2 separate regions of the Zea mays genome follow, and region 2 is linked to region 1. The links are chromatin contacts, called in public Hi-C maps. All regions are on one chromosome and are shown on one strand. Each heading gives the region's core, a stretch centred on a gene start, on an enhancer-like site or on the middle of the called end of the contact. The rest is flanking DNA. Distances are from core to core; before and after follow the strand shown. Region 1 holds the start of LOC100191350 (fruit protein PKIWI502). Region 2 holds the start of LOC542585 (cytokinin oxidase 1).

What was found. Hi-C and Micro-C count contacts between places; a contact is called where the count stands out from the background.
Region 2: a contact with region 1 is called in a Hi-C map of leaf, with 7 times the contacts expected there. The contact joins the promoter of LOC542585 here to the promoter of LOC100191350 in region 1. A contact is called at or near these places in 3 of 25 Hi-C or Micro-C datasets (ear, leaf and tassel) and 2 of 3 datasets of contacts at active chromatin or transcription factors (leaf and seedling).

What each region holds. Positions count from the first base shown.
Region 1 is chr3:7,326,943-7,331,784 of Zm-B73-REFERENCE-NAM-5.0, forward strand. LOC100191350 (fruit protein PKIWI502) reads right to left here and starts at 2,137. Exons shown (of 5, transcript NM_001136784.2): 1 at 1,453-2,137; 2 at 1-68. The coding sequence starts at 1,976.
Region 2 is chr3:7,528,381-7,533,222 of Zm-B73-REFERENCE-NAM-5.0, forward strand. It overlaps LOC542585 (cytokinin oxidase 1), which reads left to right and starts at 2,051. Exons shown (of 3, transcript NM_001112121.2): 1 at 2,051-2,710; 2 at 3,112-3,802; 3 at 3,894-4,347. The coding sequence starts at 2,095. The coding sequence ends at 4,188.

The DNA of each region.
Region 1 (4,842 bases), core at 887-3,386:
CATAAAAGAGTCTTACATCAGTTTTTTTGTTTTCAGCAAAACCTGACTCAATAAGTGACCGTATAGGGCTGCAATTAACAAATGCGGAGAGACAGAATAATTATTATATATCCCATGTAAGTACATCTGCATGTCTTGATAAGTGTACACCATACGCGTTTGTAATAGATACACTATAGTCTTCTTAGAACAAGTATCTCAGTATCTAGAGAACAGGCTTCTAGACACAATGATGTTTGTGGCTCAATAGATCTGACAAGAGCTATTCATGGGAATCATATTGCTCATCCATAGAAAGAATAGAGCAATCTAATCAAGAATAGGGCATTGTCGGTAAATTGCTTGACACGACATGTGGCAGTAGAAAACAGACATGCAACAATTGATGAGTAAAAACTGAAGTAAAAACCTAATAAATAGTATCTTGCGGTTAATGCCTTTTCATGTTTATATCTTCCACAGAGTATGTGCATGTTCCGATTATATCCCAACTCCCAAGCAGGCCCGTCCCTTGCCCAGCACAAGTGGACCGACAATATAAGGCCCCAATTTTTGGGCACCCCAAATTCCTGGCTAGAAGGTTTGAACAATTATTTTTTACACATTGTTGATCAAGCTATTATTTGTTGATTAAGGTTTGAGTAATATCATCAGGGTTACAATAAAATGATTGGATTTTTTGTTTACTTCACATAAGTTGTGCTCTTTAGATGACAAAAGTTTATTGTCTTCTTGTACTCAACTTGAGATGGCACTAAAGAGTGGCCAACATTCTGATGTCAACGGCAAGAATTTGCATATAGTGTTAATGTTCTTCCAAGATTTTATCTCTAACAAAGACATGGGCCCTCATGATATTCTGAAGTTTGTGAAGTGGTATTCTATACAAAATTTTGTTGACTATTCTGGTAACAGCTGCATCTGGAGAACAAAGTTTTCAAAATTGAAGTGGCTCAAGTCCCACATGCGCAGTACTATGACACAACAGACTCAATGGATTGACAACAATTGCACTTGAAAATGATGTTCCGGAGAAGATTAAATATGAGAATGTAATGGAAGATTTCATTTAAAAGAACGCCAGACGCAAGAGTCTCTCTACTAGAAGTTAAATCAGTGAGTGTGATACACCCTTCTAATTTTTAACGTTAATATCTATTGCTATCCTAAATAATGAGACAAACACAGTGGAATAAAATTTATGTTATATTTATCTCTATATAGTATAGTCTATATGCTTTTTTTTTTTTGCACTGGGGCAAAAACAGACTAGTTGAAAGTAATACCAGAATAGATACTGGACTATCATAATCCAGATGGCAGTATGGCACCCCTCACGATTATCACAATTTAATACTATTTTTTTTGCCACAATTCCTAATTACACCCTAAAATGAAGCAATTGTGCATCGTGGAGTACAATCGATACGTGTTTGACAATGGCAGGGGTACCTGATCCCGGATCCGGTGGCGAAGACGAGAACGTCGCGGGCATCAGATATCCTGGCGACATCAAATCCGCGGCCGACGACGCTGGCGCCAACATGGACAAGGTCGCCGGGGCGGAGGTCGCAGAGGCGCGCGGAGGGGGTTCCCGGGAGGCGCTTGACGAGGAATTCGAAGCAGGAAGGTGGCCCGGCTAGGGCTAGGGTCTCGAGCGCAGGTGGGGGAGGAGGGGATGCGATGGCGAGGAAGATGTGGTAGGAAGAGGCGGGGAGGCGGAAGCGGAGGAACTGGCCGGCGGCGGTGTGGGAGGCGAGGAGCCCCCGGTGCGCGGAGAGGTCGAGGGAGACGTGGAAGAGCGATGCGTCGGCGGTGGCAGGGCGCACGGAGGCAAGCGGAGCCTCGGCCCACTCAATTGGGGACTGGGCCGGGGCCGGGATCGGGACCGCGGAAGCGAGCGCGGCGGCGGAGAGGAGCCGGAGGTGGTGCGGGCGGAGTAGGTGGAGGCGACGCGGCGCGGAGCGCAGAATCATGGAGGGCGTCCCGCGTCCCCTCGAGCGGTGGTCGGCGATCTGCAGGGCGTGCAGGACTCAGAACAGGACACGGCGGGCGAGCCAGACGAGGAGGGCGAGGGACGGTGCCGGCGGCACGGATCTCGCTGCACTCCCGCGAGGCCGGAAAACCTTTTTTTTCCTGAGGCCGGAAAGCTGTTGAGGCGTACACCTTCAATTTCTCTTTCTCCCTCTTTTGCAGTAAAAAACAATAATGCACCGTTTGAATCATTGTAATTTAATTCCATTCTAATAATAGTAATTTAGGCATATATCAATTAAGCTAATTCGGTTTTATGTAAAATATATTTGTATATTATCATTAACAACATGTCAGAGATATTTATGTGCTACATTTTTACTATAGAAGAGTGAGACGAAAAATGTCATGTAAGTTATAGATTAGAAACCAATTCTAGTAATGCATAAAATCATTATCCCACCTTCCACCCCATTCATTTGAGATAGTCTTATATCTGAACTTTAGAAAGTGGTGGAATGTCAAATTCCTAACTAAATAAGTTACTTTATTGAGTGAATTCCAATTTCTCTAAAATGAAGGGATCTAAACGCCCCGTAATATCTTATTTAGGTGTAGATATTAGAACATAAAATTAGGAATTGGAATCGGTTTTATAAAATTCTATTGTTTGGTTTTAGAGACTCAATTTTCTAGAATTGTACTAAAACTAAAAACGCCATCTCTCAATACACACATCATCCTTTTTATGTTGCGTGGAATTAGACCACACAATTCCAAACTTTCAAATTTTTAGTGATATCTAAACAATAGAATTAGAAGTACATCTCATTTTAATAATATGATTGATTTAGTATTAAACCAAACTCACATGATAAAAATAGAAACGATTAGGTAACAAAAGAGAGAACAAGTTTCAAAAAGAAAAAATCCAGCAAGTGAGCCAAACGGCCTACCTCATGCTTCTATAGGTTCTCCTTCCACTTTTTATGTTTACGTAGTCTACCGCGATGAATAAATAATTTTCATATGTAGCATAATTAGCATCAGTATATATAATAAGCTAGTTTTAACGAACCTAACTGCATGACTGTTGAAAAGATCTTATATTTGTGGACGAAATAAATAATTGAAAATCATATTTTTGTTTCCATGCATGTCAATCCATTTCCTTTCAACTCACATTCTTGTCATCCTAATTTTGTGCACCTGCAACAGAAAATATATTTTGTACACAGTGTACCGTAGTGTATAAATACCTTTACCGTGTACTATAATTAGTCTCAGTATATATCATAAACTGGTTATAACGAGCCTAGATGTATGGTTGTTGAATAGATACTGTCGGAGAGGAAATTCTCCGACCGGGTGGCGGAACGCACCCGCCCTAAATCCTAAGATGAGGAAGGGGCCTAAGCGTTTTGCCTGTCGATCGGAAGGTGGTAGAACACACGAGGACACAAGAATTTAGAGTGGTTCAGGCCGCCGGAGCGTAACACCATACTCCACTGTGTGTTGTATTGAGTCTGTGAGCTTGCGAGCTTGTATAAACTTGTGAGTCTGAGAGTCTGAGTGAACCTGCCTTGTGACATCATGTGTCTTCCCTTTTATAGCTCAAGGGAGGCACATACAAGGATGCTGAGCCCCGACATGTGGGCCCAGGAACATAACAGAAGGAATATATTATAAGAGTAACTAACGCCTATGCAATCTCCTGGCGCCCTGACGTCCGCAGTCCACGCAGTATTGATACGCGGCGGTTGCTTCCTTGGTAACGCGCGAGTAATGATGAGCATAGTGCATGCAGCAGTATGGATGTACTGCTTGCCAATGGAATGGACAGGCACGCTGCCTGCGGAATGGACTGGTCGCCGCCTGCCAGCGGAATGGACATGGCTCAATAAATGCAGAGGCGACACATCGCCTGCCAGTGGAATGGACATGGCTCATTAAATGCTGAGGCGGCACATCGCCTGCCAGTGGAATGGATAGACGGCGCGCCTTATTCGCAATAAATGCAGAGGTCGCGCAGTCCCGAGGCCTTACGTCAGGCTCCGCTCGTTGGCTTACGTCACGTGTAGCAGGCCACGCGGCAGCATCGGGTCTCCGCCTGAGCGGGGAGCAGAAGCGTATACGATAAGGTCCAGACACGTGTCGGCTCCGGACCCCCGCCTGGCTTTGATCAAGGCCCAGGTATTCTCTGTCCCAGAATCCCGGGACCCTACTGTGAGTGGCCCGGACCCCACACGGAGGGGTCCGGATCCCATCCTAGGGGTCCGGTCAGCGCCCGTGGGGGTCCTGGACCTCACCCGGAGGCCCGGTCTGTATATACAGGGGTCCGGCACTTTCCCATGGGGGTCTGGACTCACAGATGATACCTTGGAGTATATCATCTTCTCTGGCCACGTGGCGGCCCCGGAACCATCCACGTGGTGGGGTCGGGTGCTGTTGTTGGCCCAGAGTAGTCGCCCGAGGCTGGGGGCAAGCCATGGTCTGGTCCCACACACAGCTCCTTTACCACGTGACTAAAGATAACCGAGTGGGTACTGCGTCTTCATAAAGTAGCAAGGGGTACCCCTGTTCCAGGGTACCGACAGTGGTCCCCGGGCCCACCTCAGGGGAGGATGCGAGCCTGCAGGTGGGGCCAATAGCCTGATTGGTAATTGGCTCGCCGTTTCCGTGCGTCTGCTGACGTACTATCCGTCAATCCGCCTTCGGGCACGCCAACTGCCATATCTGTCCCCGCGGCTGACTGACCCGTGGCCCCTACGCCTGGTGGTTTCGTCGGGCCACACGCAAGGTGCCTCGATACCGCTGCATTGGTTTAAAAAATCACCTTCTCTGTCTTCTGCCGCAGCCCTGAGGAAG
Region 2 (4,842 bases), core at 801-3,300, 200 kb after region 1:
ATCGATGCGGGCTCGGTGGTCAGCGACGAGTGCAAGGCTGAGGAGCACGGGTGGGCGATGGTGGCGGGTGCCAGCGGCCTCACCACCGGAGGATGGCGCGGTCGGCGACGGAGGATGGCGCGGGCGACGCTGGAGAGTGGCCGAGCAATGGCCGTATTGAATAGAAGAGAGAGAAAGAGTAAAAAAACGTGGACCAGTATATAGAGGATAGAGGGTCGGCGCCAAGATCCATGGCGCCGACCCCCGCCACGTCACTATGCCACGAGGTTTGATCCCTCAGGGCCATGTCATCGATACATATGCGCCAATTGCATTGGCGTCAATACGTGTTAGGTTGGTGTCAATAGTGAGAGCGCCAACCTAAAGGTCCATATTCTAAATTCAAATAAAAAGAACCTATTTGTGAAAATAAAACACGAAAAGGGCTAAAATAGAAAAAAAATCGGTCGCGATGCAGACGCATCGTCGGTTTCACCGCCGTCACGCGCGCGTCTGTATGCGCTGCCTGGAGTCACTGCAAGCGGCAAGCGGCCAAAACATAAAAATTGGCGGCATCCGATCTCGAGACTCCGACGACGAGAGGAGGCTGCGCATGCTCGAGTCATATATTGGAAAAAAAACTGTAACTTAAAGTATGATCTATATATGGATTATTTGGATGGGATGTCATTTTCGTATCACCAACCAAAATTACAGTGTGGTCGTGCGTAGAAATTCTACCTACTAGCTAGCTGAAACAACGGCTGCTATGTATTACTACTGGTACTGGAAAGAATACTAGTCATTGACTCAAAATTAGAATGCATGTGTAAGTCATGCGTGCTAATTTGTTCTATATATCAGCATACGGCGAATTCCGAAGTCCGTACGTTGTTCGTGGAGCTGAGGAGGAAAACATCAGAAATGACAAAACTAGACGGTGTGTGCTTCTACACTGAATTCATCAACATCTGTTTTACTTTTACTAGAGAATGGCATCAGATGGAAAACCGCTGAAAAAACAAGAGAACAATTGGACCCCAAATATGTACAGACGCTAGCTAGCTATAGCCAGCCACTGAAGTTGACATGCGGCAGCTAGCTAGACACCTTCTCTGAAACACTAACATTTGTACCTTGGTCGTGTAAGTGTAGTTAGTAACGTATGTTGACGCGACTTACCGAACAAAAATATAATTGTCCCAATCAAGCTAGGGACGATTGTTTGTTTCCAAAATGTTGCCATTTGCTTAATCAATCCTATATTGATTCATGGCTGTTAAGGTGAGATAAAGCGACAAGAAATCTCTCTCTATATATATATATAAGATCCCGAAGGCTAGCGACATTTTTGATAGCAAAATATGAGAAGTTGGCAGGTTCTGGTAGCAAATCAAATAATATGGCCAGAATAATCGTGGCTAGCTTGATTAAACCTTCAGCTTGGTGTATTTTGGAAGTCGACCAACCAGCTGGGCCGGGGCTCGTCGTAGTACCAAAATTACAGCCTGCTTCCTTCGTCGTCCTGTACGTAATGCAGTACAGCTGTCTGTCTAGTAGAGACGATTTTGAGCAGGCACACACATTAAGTGATAACATAAAAGACGGCTTCATTTTATTTCATAACCAAACGATATGGTCAACACACACCTATAGCTACCAAATTTGTACAACTATTTAGTGCGAAAACTATTTCATTCTCAAGAATTGATCGCTTATATTTATTATTACAGGTTTTTAAATGTATAAATACGCTATATTGCATTGCATGGCAACAGGGGGTAATTAGCTAGGCAGGACTATATATATAATAGTTTTTTTTCTGTAAATTCTTGAAAGGATGGTGAAGTTGGTAACTAGGCACCTTACTTGTGCGCATATTTTTCTGTGGTCAAACAGAATAAAACTAGACGGGATGCAGAATATTTTTTTCCTTGGAAAGCAGCTCATCTCTGTGTTCGAGTACGTAATTGAAGAAGTATGTAATCGCACTACACCTACACGTATGTGCCGCCGTATCCGTCCTATATATATACGGGGTGCAATCACCTAGTTACCAAACACTCACACATAACGTATAGCTCTCTCTCTCTCCCGTGAACGACGACGTCGCTAATGGCGGTGGTTTATTACCTGCTGCTGGCCGGGCTGATCGCCTGCTCTCATGCACTAGCGGCAGGCACGCCTGCGCTCGGAGACGATCGCGGCCGTCCCTGGCCAGCCTCCCTCGCCGCGCTGGCCTTGGACGGCAAGCTCCGGACCGACAGCAACGCGACGGCGGCGGCCTCGACGGACTTCGGCAACATCACGTCGGCGCTCCCGGCGGCGGTCCTGTACCCATCGTCCACGGGCGACCTGGTGGCGCTGCTGAGCGCGGCCAACTCCACCCCGGGGTGGCCCTACACCATCGCGTTCCGCGGCCGCGGCCACTCCCTCATGGGCCAGGCCTTCGCCCCCGGCGGCGTCGTCGTCAACATGGCGTCCCTGGGCGACGCCGCCGCGCCGCCGCGCATCAACGTGTCCGCGGACGGCCGCTACGTGGACGCCGGCGGCGAGCAGGTGTGGATCGACGTGTTGCGCGCGTCGCTGGCGCGCGGCGTGGCGCCGCGCTCCTGGACCGACTACCTCTACCTCACCGTCGGCGGCACGCTGTCCAACGCAGGCATCAGCGGCCAGGCGTTCCGCCACGGCCCACAGATATCTAACGTGCTGGAGATGGACGTTATCACCGGTACGTGTGCACCTACTACTACTTTTCCCTCCCTTGCACAACCACACCAGCAAGCAAGCAAAAGCTTGTTTTTTTTTTACGTGCCAGTACACCTGCATCGACTTCTGTTGCTTGCCACGGGGCAACACCGTGTTCAATCAGCCGGATTGAAATTCGTTACCTACAATGCGAATCATATATTTATTTATTTATAGTATTATTAGTGGTGCATGGTGGTTAATGTCCGCGCTGCACCGGCCGGCCGCCCGCCCGGCCGGCGAGGGGCGGCGACGTCTTTAATAACTAGTCATAAATCAGCATGCATGCTGGCTCTCGCAGCGCTGATGCGTTGACATTGTGCCTTTGTTCGTTTCGGCTAATAGAGTTAAAATGCTGGGGCGTTGACTTTGTGGTGAACGCAGGCCATGGGGAGATGGTGACGTGCTCCAAGCAGCTGAACGCGGACCTGTTCGACGCCGTCCTGGGCGGGCTGGGGCAGTTCGGAGTGATCACCCGGGCCCGGATCGCGGTGGAGCCGGCGCCGGCGCGGGCGCGGTGGGTGCGGCTCGTGTACACCGACTTCGCGGCGTTCAGCGCCGACCAGGAGCGGCTGACCGCCCCGCGGCCCGGCGGCGGCGGCGCGTCGTTCGGCCCGATGAGCTACGTGGAAGGGTCGGTGTTCGTGAACCAGAGCCTGGCGACCGACCTGGCGAACACGGGGTTCTTCACCGACGCCGACGTCGCCCGGATCGTCGCGCTCGCCGGGGAGCGGAACGCCACCACCGTGTACAGCATCGAGGCCACGCTCAACTACGACAACGCCACGGCGGCGGCGGCGGTGGACCAGGAGCTCGCGTCCGTGCTGGGCACGCTGAGCTACGTGGAAGGGTTCGCGTTCCAGCGCGACGTGTCCTACACGGCGTTCCTTGACCGGGTGCACGGCGAGGAGGTGGCGCTCAACAAGCTGGGGCTGTGGCGGGTGCCGCACCCGTGGCTCAACATGTTCGTGCCGCGCTCGCGCATCGCCGACTTCGACCGCGGCGTCTTCAAGGGCATCTTGCAGGGCACCGACATCGTCGGCCCGCTCATCGTCTACCCCCTCAACAAATCCATGTACGTGTTGAATCGATCGGCTAGCTAGCTAGCTAGGCACGCCCCGGCCGGCCTCTGACTGGACCAGTCTTTCTGGGGTTTGGTTTTTCAGGTGGGACGACGGCATGTCGGCGGCGACGCCGTCGGAGGACGTGTTCTACGCGGTGTCGCTGCTCTTCTCGTCGGTGGCGCCCAACGACCTGGCGAGGCTGCAGGAGCAGAACAGGAGGATCCTGCGCTTCTGCGACCTCGCCGGGATCCAGTACAAGACCTACCTGGCGCGGCACACGGACCGCAGTGACTGGGTCCGCCACTTCGGCGCCGCCAAGTGGAATCGCTTCGTGGAGATGAAGAACAAGTACGACCCCAAGAGGCTGCTCTCCCCCGGCCAGGACATCTTCAACTGATGATAGCCCATGCATGCATGCATGTTTTAGTTTCTTGGGACAATAATGTGAATAACTCCCAGCTAGCGGCTATTAATTAATCTGTATATAGATTGATCACTGCACTGATGTATGTCAAGGTCATTATTTACGTTATGGTAAAAAAAATACCCTCGTCGTATATTCTCGTTTCATCTGCCCAACCCCCAGAGTTTTAAAAATGCACGTTGAGAGCAAAATTTCCACACCGTTTATCCATGTAGATTGGGTGTATATTGAATCCGTTTAAATATATAGCAAGACAAAATTTATTACAACCTGATCCAGTACACCATAATCCACATGAAATTAGAATAACCGAACAAAAGGACTTGTTAGTATGAGTTGCCGTTGCGCTTTTTTTTGTGCCTATTTAGGTATGATATAGCTCTACCAAACATTATTGCCAGTCAAATACATCCCTGTCGTCCTAATAGGCGTCCAAAATCAAACGTGTGTTTAGCCAGCCCCCATCCAAACACGCCTATCACTATTTTCTTTGCCTTCCCTTTTCATTTTTGTTTTTTTTTCTCTTCAAATAATAACTGGTCCTCTCAACTAGTCACTTAAAAAAAAGGAAGAGTGTGAAGGAAAAGGAAAAAGACACCGTCACTTGTGAAACAAATTAAAAAGTTT